Regions from separate parts of the Mus musculus genome. Here region 1 is linked to region 2. The links are chromatin contacts, called in public HiChIP or PLAC-seq maps. All regions are on one chromosome and are shown on one strand. Each heading gives the region's core, a stretch centred on a gene start, on an enhancer-like site or on the middle of the called end of the contact. The rest is flanking DNA. Distances are from core to core; before and after follow the strand shown.

Evidence for each region. HiChIP or PLAC-seq counts read pairs in DNA pulled down with a chosen protein or histone mark.
Region 1: an H3K27ac HiChIP or PLAC-seq map of embryonic stem cells shows a contact between it and region 2, with 5 times the contacts expected there. The contact joins the promoter of Dusp27 here to the enhancer-like site in region 2. A contact is called at or near these places in 1 of 484 Hi-C or Micro-C datasets (the G1E-ER4 cell line), 11 of 115 datasets of contacts at active chromatin or transcription factors (acute myeloid leukemia, bone marrow-derived macrophages, embryonic forebrain and 7 more) and 1 of 9 other capture datasets (embryonic stem cells).

The regions. Positions count from the first base shown.
Region 1 is chr1:166,123,202-166,130,041 of GRCm38.p6, forward strand. Dusp27 (dual specificity phosphatase 27 (putative)) reads right to left here and starts at 4,697. Exons shown (of 6, transcript NM_001160049.1): 1 at 4,591-4,697; 2 at 3,869-3,998. The coding sequence starts at 3,978.
Region 2 is chr1:165,649,132-165,656,361 of GRCm38.p6, forward strand. Rcsd1 (RCSD domain containing 1) reads right to left here. Exons shown (of 7, transcript NM_178593.3): 6 at 6,174-6,905; 7 at 1-1,079. The coding sequence ends at 1,047. Among named protein-coding and RNA genes, the nearest start is that of n-TPcgg2, 10 kb to the left of the region's middle. Within about 2 kb of position 4,185, at least 21 of the 459 cell types and tissues checked have an H3K27ac peak or open chromatin away from gene starts, as enhancers often do. A contact at or near this core is called in embryonic stem cells, where this site is marked.

The DNA.
Region 1 (6,840 bases), core at 3,447-5,946, 470 kb after region 2:
CCCACAGATGTATGTAGTGCCCACAGAGGCCAGAAGAGGGTGCTGTGTCCTTGGAGACTGGAGTTACAGACCTTTGTGCGCTGCTGTGTGGATGCTGAAAAATGAATCCTAGCCCTCCAGGAAAACACCCAATGCTTTTAACTGAGCCATCCCTCCTGCCTGGGCTTTTGTTTTGTGTTATTACTTTATGCAGTTCAAGGCTACCTTGTTAGGCCATAGGTATTTAAAATGATTATTTTGCCTGGTGAATTGAACGTTCAATCACTATGAAATTTCCTTCTTCTTCTTTTTTATTTTTTTCTAACATGCTTATTTTATACTCCAACTTGTCTGATATTGATAGGTTCCACTGGCCTCTTTTCTGTTTGTGTCTACACTTGTGGCAGCTTCTGTTTATCTTCCAGAGATGACTATAATATTTCCTATCCTAATTTTTCTCTCTATAATGCAACTTTAAAACTCTTTTGATTGAACTGTGAGTCTATATCCTTTCTCTTTGAAATTGAGTGTGTGTTTGTCTGTGTGCAAAGTACAGCACTATAGTCTATGTATAAAGAAACTAGTCTAAGTATAAAAAAAAATCTAGTACACTTCATCTTTTTTTTTTTTTTTTGAACACAATTCTTGGAATTTAGCAGCCTTGTTTTGTTAAACCCTGAAGTGACCCACATGAAGAATTTGCACAGAAAGATAATCTTAGGAGTTCTGAACAACTATCCAGTTAGTCACAATATAAACCGACAATCACGAGACCTTTTTCTGACTCATGGCCTCAGCTGTTGGGGTTCCCTTAGGCTTAAAGTCATCCCTGATCGTCTAACTCTTCCAGCTCAGACACCGCTAACCAAAGGCGCGCTCACCCCGGTGGGCCTTTCCAGGTACCTAATTATCAACATAATTCACTGTCGTTTTATGTCACTGGTTTCTGAACAATCAGTAAAATACAAATTTTCTCTTGTTAGCCTTTGTGTATCCTTATGGTGCAAACAGCATGCCGACTTTTTAAAAGAGAGTTTGATAATTTTGCTCTTTTAATTGGAATATTTGATCTATTCATATTTAACGCAATTATGTCTCTAATTAAACACACATTTTACCTTTCCTTCCTATTTGTTGTACCTTTTCTGTATTTTTTGGTTCTTTCTTTCTTCTTTTGCTTTCTCCCGCCTTGCTGATTATATTTCACACTACCGGTTTTCCCTCTTTAGCGATACACTAGTTACGGATTCTTTTGCAGCAGTTTCCAGTAGTTACGCTGCAAACTACAACACGTTCTAGACTTCCTGCCTTAAAGTCTAGTTTCAGGCAGTCATTCAGATAATGATCATTAGGTTGCCGAGGAAGAAAGACACAAACAGGGTTGACATGGGGTGCTGGCTGTCCTGCATACTGAGATCACAGTCTACTAAGTTTTTGAAGAGTGAACTTTGGGTGGTATGTGCTCCGATTTTCCATGAGCAAGATACAACCTGCAGAGGCCGTTCAACCTTCAGGGAAGTCCCACTTTCCCACCCACTTTACAAGTGGCAGTAGAAGACAATGAACACAGGCCTCTGCAGACCGAGAGGCCAAGGGAAGTGGCAAATAAGAGCGATCCTCTCAAGAGACATGTCCTGGTTAGACTAGATTTCCTCATTTCTAGAGTAGCCATGTTCACCAGTAGCAGGACGGCTCCATCTTCCTCTCCTTTCATAGGATGGAAACTTTCCTACCCATCATCCTGGTGAGACTGTGAGCTGATACATTTGGGTCTGAGAATAAAAGTGTTCTGTGTGGGCACAAAGGCTGACGTGGGTAGACTGCCTGGAGGAGTACAACATGGCCAATGCTGCTATGTATCAACAAACTTACTTCCCCTTCTCCCTGGGCCCTGAAACCTGGGATCTATTGTCCTTTGCAAGGAAGTAGGACCTTGCAGAGTTCCAGCTGGTGGACTATGAACACAAGGGAAGTGTCTCTTTTTTTCTGAGGAAACTCCGCCCAGGGAACAGCTTGGTTCTACTCCTTTTTATCTTGATGCTGATGAGCACAGTGACTGGAAAAGGCAACGTTTCTCTAGTGAACTGGAAGATAGTAGGGGTTCTCTGCTCCCGACTGTGTTGCTCAAGGACCTGCCCCGGAGTTTATCTGAATGAAAAAGACTCCTCTGTTTGGTCTACACAAGACTGCCACTCCCTATCCACACCCTGGGGAATGTGGTTTGAATAAGAACTGCTTCTGTAGATTCACCGTTTGAATGCTTGGGTATCCGGGAGTGGTACTAGAGAGGGATTTTTAGGTGTGGTCTTGCTGCAGGAAGTGTGTCCCTGGGGGTGGGCTTTGAGGTTTCAAAAGCTCAAACCAGGCCCAGAGTTGCTCTTTCTTCCTGCTGCCTGAAGATCCGGATGTAGAATTCTTAGCTACTTTTCCAGTACCGTGTCTGCCACGCTCCCCACCATGATGACAATGGACTAAACCTCTGAACCTGTTAGCCAGCCCTCTCAATTAAATGCTTTCCTTGATAAGAGTTGCTGTGGTTGTCAGCTATTGGATGGGTCACACGGCCCCCAATGGAGGAGCTAGAGAAAGTACCCAAGGAGCTAAAGGGAACTGCAACCCTATAGGTGGAACAACAATATGAACTAACCATACCCGGGAGCTCTTGTCTTTAGCTGCATATGTATCGAAAGATGGCCTAGTCGGTCATCACTGCAAAGAGAGGCCCATTGGACTTGCAAACTTTATATGCCCCAGTACAGGGGAACACCAGGGCCAAAAAGGGGGAGTGGGTGGGTAGGGGATTGGGGGTGGGTGGGTATGGGGGACCTTTGGGATAGCATTGAAAATGTAAACGAGGAAAATACCTAATTAAAAAAAAAAAGAGTTGCTGTGGTTGTGGTGTCTCTTCAAAGCAGTAGGACACTGACTAAGACAGGAAGTGTGGAAGAGTACAACACCATCTTAAATCTCTAACTATGATAGCTTTTCTAGGTCTGTCACACGATGCTGAACTTTAAAGGTGAAATCTCTAAATTCCATCTGGGCCGAGTTCCTGACCCATGCGTGGTGAGTTCATGGGTCTTAGACAACCCCAAAGCTCATAGCTTATTTAATGAGCTGTCTTCCTTCACCAGAGAGCTTTGAACACTGAGAAGCAGAAGCCAGTGAGGGAGACTCCAAGAGAACTCAGGAACACTTGGGTGAAGACGAAGCCATGGATGCTTAGAAGTCAAGGTTCTGAGGGCAAAAGTGTAGAGGGAAGATCAGCATGCTCTAAGGCCCTGGTTCAGTCCCCCGTCAGGTGAGAAGTGGGGGAGGAAACAGTTCCCTGCGATACCTTAGTTGAGCTTCTCTTTTGATTGACAGGGAGACAGACATGGGCTCAAGACCTTAGTGATTCTTCACATCATTTGTCAACAGAGCTATGGTACTACGGTAGAACAGAAACAGGTCTCTGTTCTCAGTCGTGACAGAAGAAAACGGGAATATATGGTATTTTCTTTAAAATCAACACCTCCATTGTGGTACAAAATAATTTTAGTACCAGGGCTTGGCCCTTGGTCCTCATTCCTTCTTCATCTCTCCTCTTAGACTTTCTGGCATCTCAACCCCATATCCAGCCCTGGTCCTGGTGAATCAAGTGCATCCTGTCGGTTGACCTGCCAAATTCCTACTTCCAGGTTCAGGCCAGCAGCAGCACCTCCCAGAAGCCTCTGGTCTTTCCCTGTGTGCTTGTCACCCCTCCCCCACCCTACCAGCCCACAGCACCACACATTCTGGAGAGACCAACGTCTAGCTCTCACCACCACGCCTCAGTCCACCATCCTGGGGAATAGAGCCCAGCGTCATGCTGACTGGCTCCTATGACACTCAGCAGTGGCCCACTTACTGGCTTGGGGAGGGACTCCGGAGATAGCGGGCCTGTACAGCTCTCACATCTGCTTCATCCTCCTCGTTTGGAACTACCTGCTCCTCCTCTGCGTCTCCACCGGTAGCCATGTCAGCCTGTCAGCCTCTGTCTGCCTGACAGGAAGAGGTTGTTTAGGGAATTAGATTCCATAGGCTTTGTAGGGGGAGGGGGACGTGTCACCAATGTCACCTTGGTGGACTGAGAATGGGGAGGGGAGGGCGTGCTAATACCCGAGTGGGTAAAGGAGCCATAGGGAAACCAAGAAGATGAAGGCCGACTGTCCTTAGAAGGATACCATGAGGTGACACAATATGTAAGAAGTGACATCTTGACTCCTTTCGTGGATATTAACAGGGAAGCAGAGAGGAAAAGCAAAGGTTTATTTTAACTGTAGTGTGGGAGGTTTGTGAAAGGCGGTGGATTCCCCAGACTAAAAAGGACATTTGAAGTCCCCCTTCCAACTACATTAATGTACACACCTTTTATCTTACTGGAAGGGAAAACAGGCTCCCTTCAGTGATATTTATTGACTCTGTGTCATTCAGGGCCTTGGGCTGAAGGTCCACCCCATAGCCTACCTATTAAGGCACAAAAAGTCCCTGATAGCTAGTCCCAGCTATGGCTGTGGCCTGACACTCAGGGCAGACTGGCACCCCTGAAGTCTAAGTCCCAGCTCACCACAGAAGGGAACGAACACTCACCTTGTGCTGGTGTGTCCTCACCAAGGACCAAGAACCCCAGGAAAGTGACCAGAAGTTTGGTCTAGAGAGGGACGGGAGCTTTCTCTTCTCTGGTGTGCTTCTGCTCTGAGGGACAGCTGTTAACAAGAAACCTTAGCCAGTCTCTAAATTTAGCCTCTGGCCCCATAGGATGGCAGCTCTCTGGGAGGAAGGAATGCAGGCTTCACTTAACCCTTTCCCTTCCGGCTGATTCTCAGACATTGATGTTTAGCAGTGGGTTTAGAACAGGCTCATGCTGTGACACAAGGACCTAGAGAAAACCATCTCCCGCAGGAGGCTGGCTCCTCAAAGCACTTTCTGAAAATAATCCAAATCAGCACATTTGGAACGAACTTAACTTTACCTCATAGCATCTTGGAGGAAGCCTAGGAAAGGAAAATACCAATTATACAGAACAGGTTGGCCCTCAGCCAGGCATGGGGAGAACACCATGTTTTGATTAAAGAGAAGTCATGGCTTGAGACCAGCCTGACAACAAGTTGTACCTTCCCTTCATATCTCTGCCTCACCATTCATGGCCCTGGTAGTGGCCAGTTGCAACTAGGGAGTAACGTAAGAATTCGGAAGACTTGATAAACTCCAAAAGACTCATGACCCACTCTATGGTGGAACTCATGACATTCTGCCACCATCCTTGCAGTCCCCAACTGCCCACAGTTAACCCTCTCATGCTCGACGTCCTGAGAGTCCGTGCATCCTTCCTTCTACCTGCCTCCATGCTTCTGGTGGCTTCCAGTTCACCCTCTCCACAGTGACCCCTCCCCTATCCATCCATCTTTCCATCTGCCTCCACGTTTGTAAATATTTCTTAGTTACCTCCTATGCACTGGGCACTGTACCTGACTAAGTTAGTTAGACTCATAGCCCTTGTCTTCCTAGCTAGATGGAAACGTGCCCAGAGTAGTAGCCTCAGAGATTGGCTGAATGAATGAATGAGCTCACAGTTTATTAGGAGGCATTAGACAGAGACTAAATATAGCTGAAGTGTAAGAGTGGAGTTCCTGCCCTAGAAGAGACTCAGAGCGCTGCACTGAATCTCAAGAAGGAGCAAGTTCTGAGCTGCGAAGCCAGGGAAGGCTTCGTGGGAGACATGATGTAGGAGCAGGCCTTTAAAGGATAAGCTGGATAAAATATAATGGGTATAATAGTGGGGAGGGGCTGCCGAGAGAGCACAGTGCACAGTCCTGCAGCAGGAAAGAACGAGCCGCAGCCGGCTAGATGTCTAAGTAGAGACAGAACAGAGGTTACACACCCTGGAAGATAACTCTTAAAAGGGAAGGGACGTTGAAGAGTGAATCCTAGCACACCTTACAGGACAATTTAAGGAGCAGATGGACGTCCGTTCATTTCTTAAGGGCTGCAGAGTCAGCAAGAGAGCCAGAGTAGAGACCCAGCATCAGGGGGTCTGTCCTGAGTAAGATAACCTGACGACAGTGTCCAGAAACTGGAAAATCATCATATACAGTAGGAGAAGGCTAAACTGTGACTAAGCAAAGTGTAACAGGTGAAAAGCAATAAGTTTGTAAGCCAACTAAACCTGGTAGTTAGAAAAGATCACTGTACACAGGGAATTTGTAATACAAGGCAACACCTGGGAAAGCATTTATAGTAATCACTTTATCAAAAGTGAGTTTCCCAAGAACACAAAGACACTCTAGAAACCAGGAAGCCCAAGACCAATAACTATGTAGAAATATGAACAAACTTGGAAAAGGTAACACGTGGTGTGATATTATTCATTACCTATTAAGCAGAACATAGTAGTGCTGTATGTATGAATGCAAAAAAACTCTAAGGTATTTTATTAAATAAAAATATTTAAATGACATAATATCATTTGTACATATTCTATAATGTAGAGTATCTATGGCAGAGCCTGATCAGATAGCTCTCCCGGAGAGCTATTTCCTATAGATATTCTTGGCTGTACTGAAACTGACTCTGCAGACCAGGCTGACCTCAAACTCACAGAGATCTGCCTGCCTCTGCCTCCTGAGTGCTGGGATGAAAGGTGTTTCGGTTCACCTCTTACATTTATTCGAAGGTAACAAACATCTCAGTTGTTTTGGGACTGTGAGGTTTCAGGGCTCCCAGGTTACAAGACTATGGTGTTAGAAACTGAGAGGAAGAACTAAGATACATTGTCATCTTGGTTTCTTGTGTATCTGCTACTTTCCCAAGCCGGGTACCAATTCTGAACACAGGAACTTC
Region 2 (7,230 bases), core at 2,935-5,434:
GGAGAAGAACTTGGAGTTGAGAAATGCTTACTGAGAACCAGGCACAGTGATGCATACCCACAATCTAGAGGCAGAGGCAGGGGGATCACTAATTCAAAACCAGCCTGGGCTACATATAAGTCTACATGGTGAGATTTGAAAAAACAAAAACAAAAGCAAACAAACAAAACTTCATAGAGAAGCGAAGAGAGACGCTCTCAGAAGGTAAGCTGTACTGCGGACACTGAACGTCCCTCCCAGAGGCCGGCCAGTTTCCTGTTCAAGTGTAACCTTCCAGGAGAGTACAACCCATGCTCAGAGCAAGGCAGGCATATGGTGGCACCTTGAGGGGTGGAGGGGATGAATCCTGCCTCTCCTTTGGATGGGATGAGATGGATCAATCACCTCCCCTTGTTCTCATCAGCCAGGCTGTGTGGGACAGGGAAAAGTTCCTGTCCTTGGAGCAGGCAGGAACACGACTTTAAATGTTTTAATAAATATCTCTTTGAGTTTTTGAAACTGGTCAGCTGATTCCCATCTGGAGCAAGCAGAACGGTCGTCGTGAGGGCTTTGGTATGTTTTCAGGTCTCGGTAACTTAGGGAATCTTATTCTCCACAAGACTACCTTCTTTATCTACCTAAAATTAGTTGTAAGTTACGTCTGAGAACCATAAAAACATTAGAACGATAGAAAAAGGCCGTAACTTTACACAAGTTCAACAAGAGCCTAGTTGGGAGGTTGGCTGCAGGAAGACTTGGGGATCAACAGGAAGGTCGTGGAGCAGACACCACACCAAATTGCTTTAAATATATTTAACTTTGAGTCGTGCGTCAGGTGACACAAACTCAAGTTGATAAAACTCTACTGTCCTCAGCTCTCATCTCCAGTGAGGAGACGGTTGGTGTAGCCTACGGGGGACCATCCACCCTGCATCCTGGGCTGTCTCCAGATGCTCGGTGTATTCTGCTTCTGCAGTGGCTTCATGCACTGCTGCTGCTGCTGTTACTGCTGCTGTTTCCAAGGAGATGTCTCCAGTGGCCCCATCACTGGTACCCTGAGCCCTTCATCACATTCGGGTATCCTCGATGGGGATGTCATCCTGTGAACGGGGAAGAAAGACACAGCGTTCAGCAGAGCTCCTTCAGAGTGAGAGACAAGGAAAAAATTCATGAGGTAGGAGTGAGCCAGCAGACAATATTCCCGATGTACTTATTCACACACCATTTAATCTTCACCTCGCCCATGGGAGTTAGGTGGTTGTATTAACTCTATGTTACAGTTGAAACAATTATGGTACAGAGACAGAAATGACTTTCCTGGGTTACACAACTAGCAAGTGGTCCAGTTGGGACTCCATCCCAGGGACCAGAGCTTCAGACTCCGGCTACTAAACACCCTCCTTCTTTGAAGCCTAGCTTCGCCCTTCTCTTTCCATTCAACGTCATTCTTCTTGAATTACTAGTCAAGATTTTTGGCAACAGAGAGAGGATGAAAGAAAAGACTGTCTTTTGTGATGCAGAGGTAGAGACCTGGCCATGCATGCCTGAGGTCTGGGTTTGGTCCCCAGCACTGCAAATAAGAAGTAGTAGACTGTACACGTAGACAGAAATCACAACAAAGGAGCTGTTTGTCCAATGCTCATCAAAAATGGCACTGTTGGGTCCTTCTGTGTTTGTTTATTTGTTTAGATGATAAGTAAACACATTTACAAATGTGCTCAGGGCTTGTGATGTGGTCCGTCCTAGTGGATGAGACTGGACACAAGCAAGTTCTTGAGTTTGTAGTGGTTTTGGCTGGGGTTGTCATGGATGCTCAGGAAGGAGACGATGGAGGCATGGTGAGAGGGCCCCCAGGCAATAGTCATAGCTGGGTCCAGGGAGCCTAAACCCAGAAGTGTGAACTGAGTTACTTCTAAGCAGTATCACGTTTGTGGGGTAGCTCAGTGGCTAGCAAAGTGGGATGCAAGGAGGAGAAATTTGATGATTATCAATAGGGTGGATCTGAGGACCAGGGATTCAGAGGGAGTGAGCTGTGATTACAGACACCAGGAAGACGGAGTTGCCCAGAGCTGGCATGGCAGTTGGCCAAGGAAGGGAGAAAAGAAAGAGATCTTGGGAAAGGACAGTTGTGTGGATGGGGTGTGGGTGGAGTGTAGGGAGGGGGCCCCCGTATGAACCAGAAGGGATAAGGGGCCCCAATGGCAAGATTTAGTGACCGCATTTCCTGAGGGAAAGAAAGAGGAAGCAGTAAGCCCAGACAGGGGAACGAACTCTCAGATAAACACAGGCTCTCAGAGTTACACAGGCTCTCAGGATGTGTATCTCCTGCTGTGGAAGAAAAAAACATCAGCCAACAGAGAAAGAAAAACTGACTAGGAGAAGCAATCAAGTTAGGCAGTAAGGGAGGCCACCCATATTTAGGGTTGGCACATTAAAGCGTGGGATGAATTGAAGACATCCCTATTGCCTTTTGTGGATGTGTGCTCCTGTAACCCTGGCTGGCCTTCAGCAGGCTATGTGACTGAGGATGGCCTGGAACCTCTCTTCTGCCTGCCTCAACCTACCAAGTGCTGGGATTATGTGTGTGTCACGGCACCTGGCAAGTGTTTCCTTATCAACAGAGTCCCAAGTCCTATGACCCCTACTTTGAACCCCCAGTCTGTCCCGCATCCATAAAGATGTCTAATCAGTGCTGACTTGAATGAATTCAACTGGAATTCATTTATTTGATCAATTGATTTCCATCAATCAAAGCCCAAAATGGGCATTAGATTGGGAATGGGAAACCACTTACTACTGTTTACTGCCTGTTTCTGCCAGCCAGGTATTCTGGAAAGACCCAGGATAGGCTTGGGTCCCTAGGGATGTGCCAAGATTCTGCCTCTGGGGAATCCTTTTGCCCTAGAGTCTGAGGCATTCTGACTTTAATCTTGGATCAGGCTGGAGAGGGACCAAAGAAGATAGGAAGCAGAAGCCCTCACAGATTAGACAGATAATTCACCCCGGCAGAGGTGCTCCTTAAACTGTACTCTGATGAACAGGGGCCTAATAGGTTAGCACTGTTGGAGCTCGGTGTCCTTGGACAATCTCCAGACCTACATGCCTTCCTTTCTAAAACCAGGAGGGTGGGCTAAATAGTATAAAAGTTTTGCCTCTCAGTGGTGAGTGGGGGTTGGGGGGGTGTGTTAGGGCTGTGGGGGGAGTGGGGCGTAGGGGGTGGGGGTAGGAGGTGGGGTAACAGGGATTGTGAAGCTCTTCTTTCTCTGTCTGAGCTGCTATTTGCGGGGAGAGTACGGTTGAGGTGTTTTGTCCCCTGGCCAGGGTTCTCTAGGTTAGGAATACAGAGTATAAAACAGGAGAGAGGACCAGAGAGCCTGCCCCATAGCACTTGCCTGGATTTTCTTTGGGAAGCCACCCTTTACCTAAGACTCTCCTGAAACAACAAAGTCCTGCCAACTCAGCAGCCCAGGAGACTCTGACCCCTGAGGACCAGGAGATGCTGTCAAAAAGGCAGGAACCTCCCAGCCCAGGAAATGGCCTGGGGGGTCACTGGTGGAGCATTCCTTGGATTCCAAGAGGACTAAAGGTTTGGGAATTTGGTGTAATCTTCTGGGGATTTAGTGGAATTTCCAGGTTCCAGAAGATTCTAAACCTAGTGACTAACCCTAATTCAAGGACGGCTCAGTTGGAAAAGGATTTCCTTTGTATGCTAGTAGGCCATGAGGCCTGCGGGGAGCCTCAGAGCCAGGCAGCCCCTCCTGTTCCTGCTGTTCTACCATTATGAGCCATTTACATTAGGCCAAGGGGTTCTCACTCCCTTTTAAAAATCCATCCACTCAGATGACATAGTGGCACACACCCATCCCAGTACCCAAGAGGCTAAGGCAGAAGGATTTCCTTGAGTTCAAGGCCTCTTGGACTAACAGTGAGCTCTAGGACACCCTGAGCTATAAACTAAGACCTTGTCTCAGGAAACTAATGAGGTGATTAAAAACCACTCATTCTCTCTACACGTATTTTTAAAGACCTACCATAGTCCAGATTCTACTGTAAGTTTTGGGATTATAGTAGAGGAATAGCACAAGAGACAATAGAAATAAGCAGGGGAGGAGTTGGAGAGATTGTTCAGTGGTTAGGGTCACTGGGTTTGGTTTCCGCACTGTGGCTCACAACCATCCCTAACTCCGGTTCTAGAGGTTCCGACGCCCTCTTTGGCCGCCAAAGGCACTACGCATGCGCAAAGGAACTACGCATGCGTATACTACACATACACACATACGCAAGCAAAACATGCATACACATAAAATGAAATAAATAAATCTAAACAAACATCAAAAACCCCAGGAGAATGATGCAGTGGAATTATGGGAGAGAATAACTGGGGGGTGGGAGCAGATTCCTTTGCCTGAGATGTCACAAGGCAGGCTTTAGGGAAGAGGTCGCTGTCACCTGAGACCTGAAGGATAGGCTGGATGGAAGTAGTCACAGGAGAATCAGAAAGAAGAGCGTTCTCACTGGGAGGGGCTGGAAAGGCAGGAAGCTCTGAGTGAGGAAGGAATCTGGTGTGTTGCAGGAAGCAGACAGCAGATGGCCAGAGCCCAGCTCCGGGGAGGGCCAGGGAAGAGAGTGTGTGTCCTTCACCAAGATCTTATTTGAAAAGCAGAGTGCAACAGATGTGGTGCAGGATTTCAAGAAGAGGTCACATGGCTTTAAGGCGCATCCTGCATCTGAGGACAGGTGGCTTATAAGAGAGAAGAGAGGAGGAAATCTGAGACACAGATACAGCAGAGGTCACACAGAGATGGTGACAAAGATCGGAGGAGGCATCCTCAAGCAACTGACTGCCAAACGTTTATGATCCCCGACCAGAAGCTGGGGGAGGGGAGGTCAAGGGAAGATCACAGAGGTGCAGACAGCAACTAACAGAACACAGACAGGTTTTCCTTTAGCCCTCTGGAGGGGCTCAGGTTATCAACAGCTTAACTTTGGAGTCCTAATTCTGATGTTCAGGACTGTGAGAAAGTACATTTCCTTTATCTATCTATCTATCTATCTATCTATCTATCTATCTATCTATCTATCTATCTATGTATCTATCTATCTATCTATCTATCTATCTATCTATCTATGTATCTATCTATCTATCTATCTATCTATCTATTATCTATTTATTTATATTTATACTTATGTGCTTATTTATGTATTTATTTATAGGCAGGGTCTTCAACTTTTTCACGGGCTCACTATGCCTTTTTGTTTGGACTCACTAGTAGCCCAGGCTAGCCTTGAATTTACATTGACCTTCCATTTCACATTGAGTGCTGGGACGACAGGCAGGCGCTGCGCACCCAGCTCATTGGTATTGTTTTAAGCCACTAAGCCTGTGGCAATGTGTCTGGAAACCCTAATAAGAGAGGTGAGACATTTTGCCAAGAGTAGACCCAGCCAGCCAACTACCCACCAGTCTACCCACCCTTTGGTTACTGTGTAAAGAATGAACCCTATCAAGGATGGGAGGAAGGCAGACAAGAGGCTACTGTAGTAGGACGCACATAGTGGCTGAGTGACCTACCAACACGGGAAAGGAGAACATAAAGATGACAAGGCCAAGGAAATTGTCAGGAACAGGCTGGGGAGGGCACTGAGTTGTCCTTGCAGAACTTCCAAGGCATCCCCAGGATTCTCCTAAGGCAGACAGGTGAATTTAAGGGGAATTTCTGGGAGCTAGTTGAAACAGACAGGTAGCGAGCAGTTAAGACAGAAGGCCAGGAAGTGTTCCACCTCCCTAGTCAGAGGCAACCTGAGACATTGCTTGGGTCTGGGTGGATATCACGCAGAGCCTCCTCCTGGGCTTGGAAGTGTCCCTGATGTCCTACCCTTCTCTCTACACACAGACTCTTTCTCTTCAGGACCCCAACAGCAGCAGCACCCTGTTCCCCTTCAGTTCACATTGCCAACGTTAGTCACTGAGATATGGCCAATCCTGGCTCACTGCATGCATACCCAGAAGCTGACCCAGTCAGCTAGAAGCAGACCAGAACACAACAGAGACAGGGCAGTCTCTCCTCAGTCAGCACTGGGTGGGGAGTGGCGGTGGGTGGTGGGTAGAGGGCGCTGTTGACTTTGCTTCTGCATACAGAGCTGATAGGGGCAGCTCTGGTCCTGATACAGCATAAACCATCAGGGCCACCTACCATGGAGACTGCTTTCTCATTCTGGATCTCACTGGTGATCTCTCCCGCAGCATGGTCAGCCCCTGGGCTACAGCTTGGCTCCAGAGGCGCCTCCTCCTTTTGCTTTGTATCCGGCTCTGCGATAGTAGTACCTTCTGCTTTTCCAGAAGAGGTTTGTGGGGCTTTCTCCCTGACCACTCCCTCCTCCTCAGGCATATTTGCGTCTGGGCTTTTCTGTCCGAGCCTATCTTCATCTGCTACCCTCTCCTCAGAGGCTGTCCCTTCAGTGGCCTTCCCAGTGTCTGTATGCTCTCCCGGGGTTGTCTCTTCCCGTGGGCTTCCGCACCCATTCTCAGCCTCTGGGCTGCCGGTTTGCGATGGCGCCTGGACCTCTGGATGACCCTGACTAGCTGTGTCTGGATTCTGTCCAACCTTCTCTCCAGCATTCGCCTCCTCTGGGGTCCTGACCAGCTCCTCTGGCTTCTCTGTGCTGTTACACGTGTTCCTTCTCCGTGGCTTTTCTGCAGACCACGGAGTTCCCTCCACCCCGTCTGCCATAGCCTCCTGGTTGAGTTGAGGGGACCCGGGGTCCTTGCTCTTGCTAGCAAACACGTCATCCCCATTCTCTTCCCTGGCACCGTTTTCCTGAGATGGCTCCACAGCCCTGTAATCTCTAAAATCCCCACAGTCCGACTGAGACCTTCGGAATCGCCGCGAGGGAGGACGTCTTTTTATTGAGCCTCTAGTCCGCACCTGGAAGAAGATATGAAGGAACATTATCTTAAAAATTAAAAAGGTACCCCGGAGCTCTTGACTCTAGCTGCATATGTATCAAAAGATGGCCTAGTTGGCCATCAACGGAAAGAGAGGCCCATTGGACTTGCAAACTTTATATGCCCCAGTACAGGGGAACGCCAGGGCCAAAAAGTGGGAGTGGATGGGTAGGGGAGTGGGGGGGAGGGTATGGGGGACTTTTGGGATAGCATTGGAAATGTAAATGAGGAAAATACCTAATAAAAAAATATAAAAAAAATTTAAAAGGCCAGGTGGAGGGCTATGTATTCTGGGAAAAAAAACA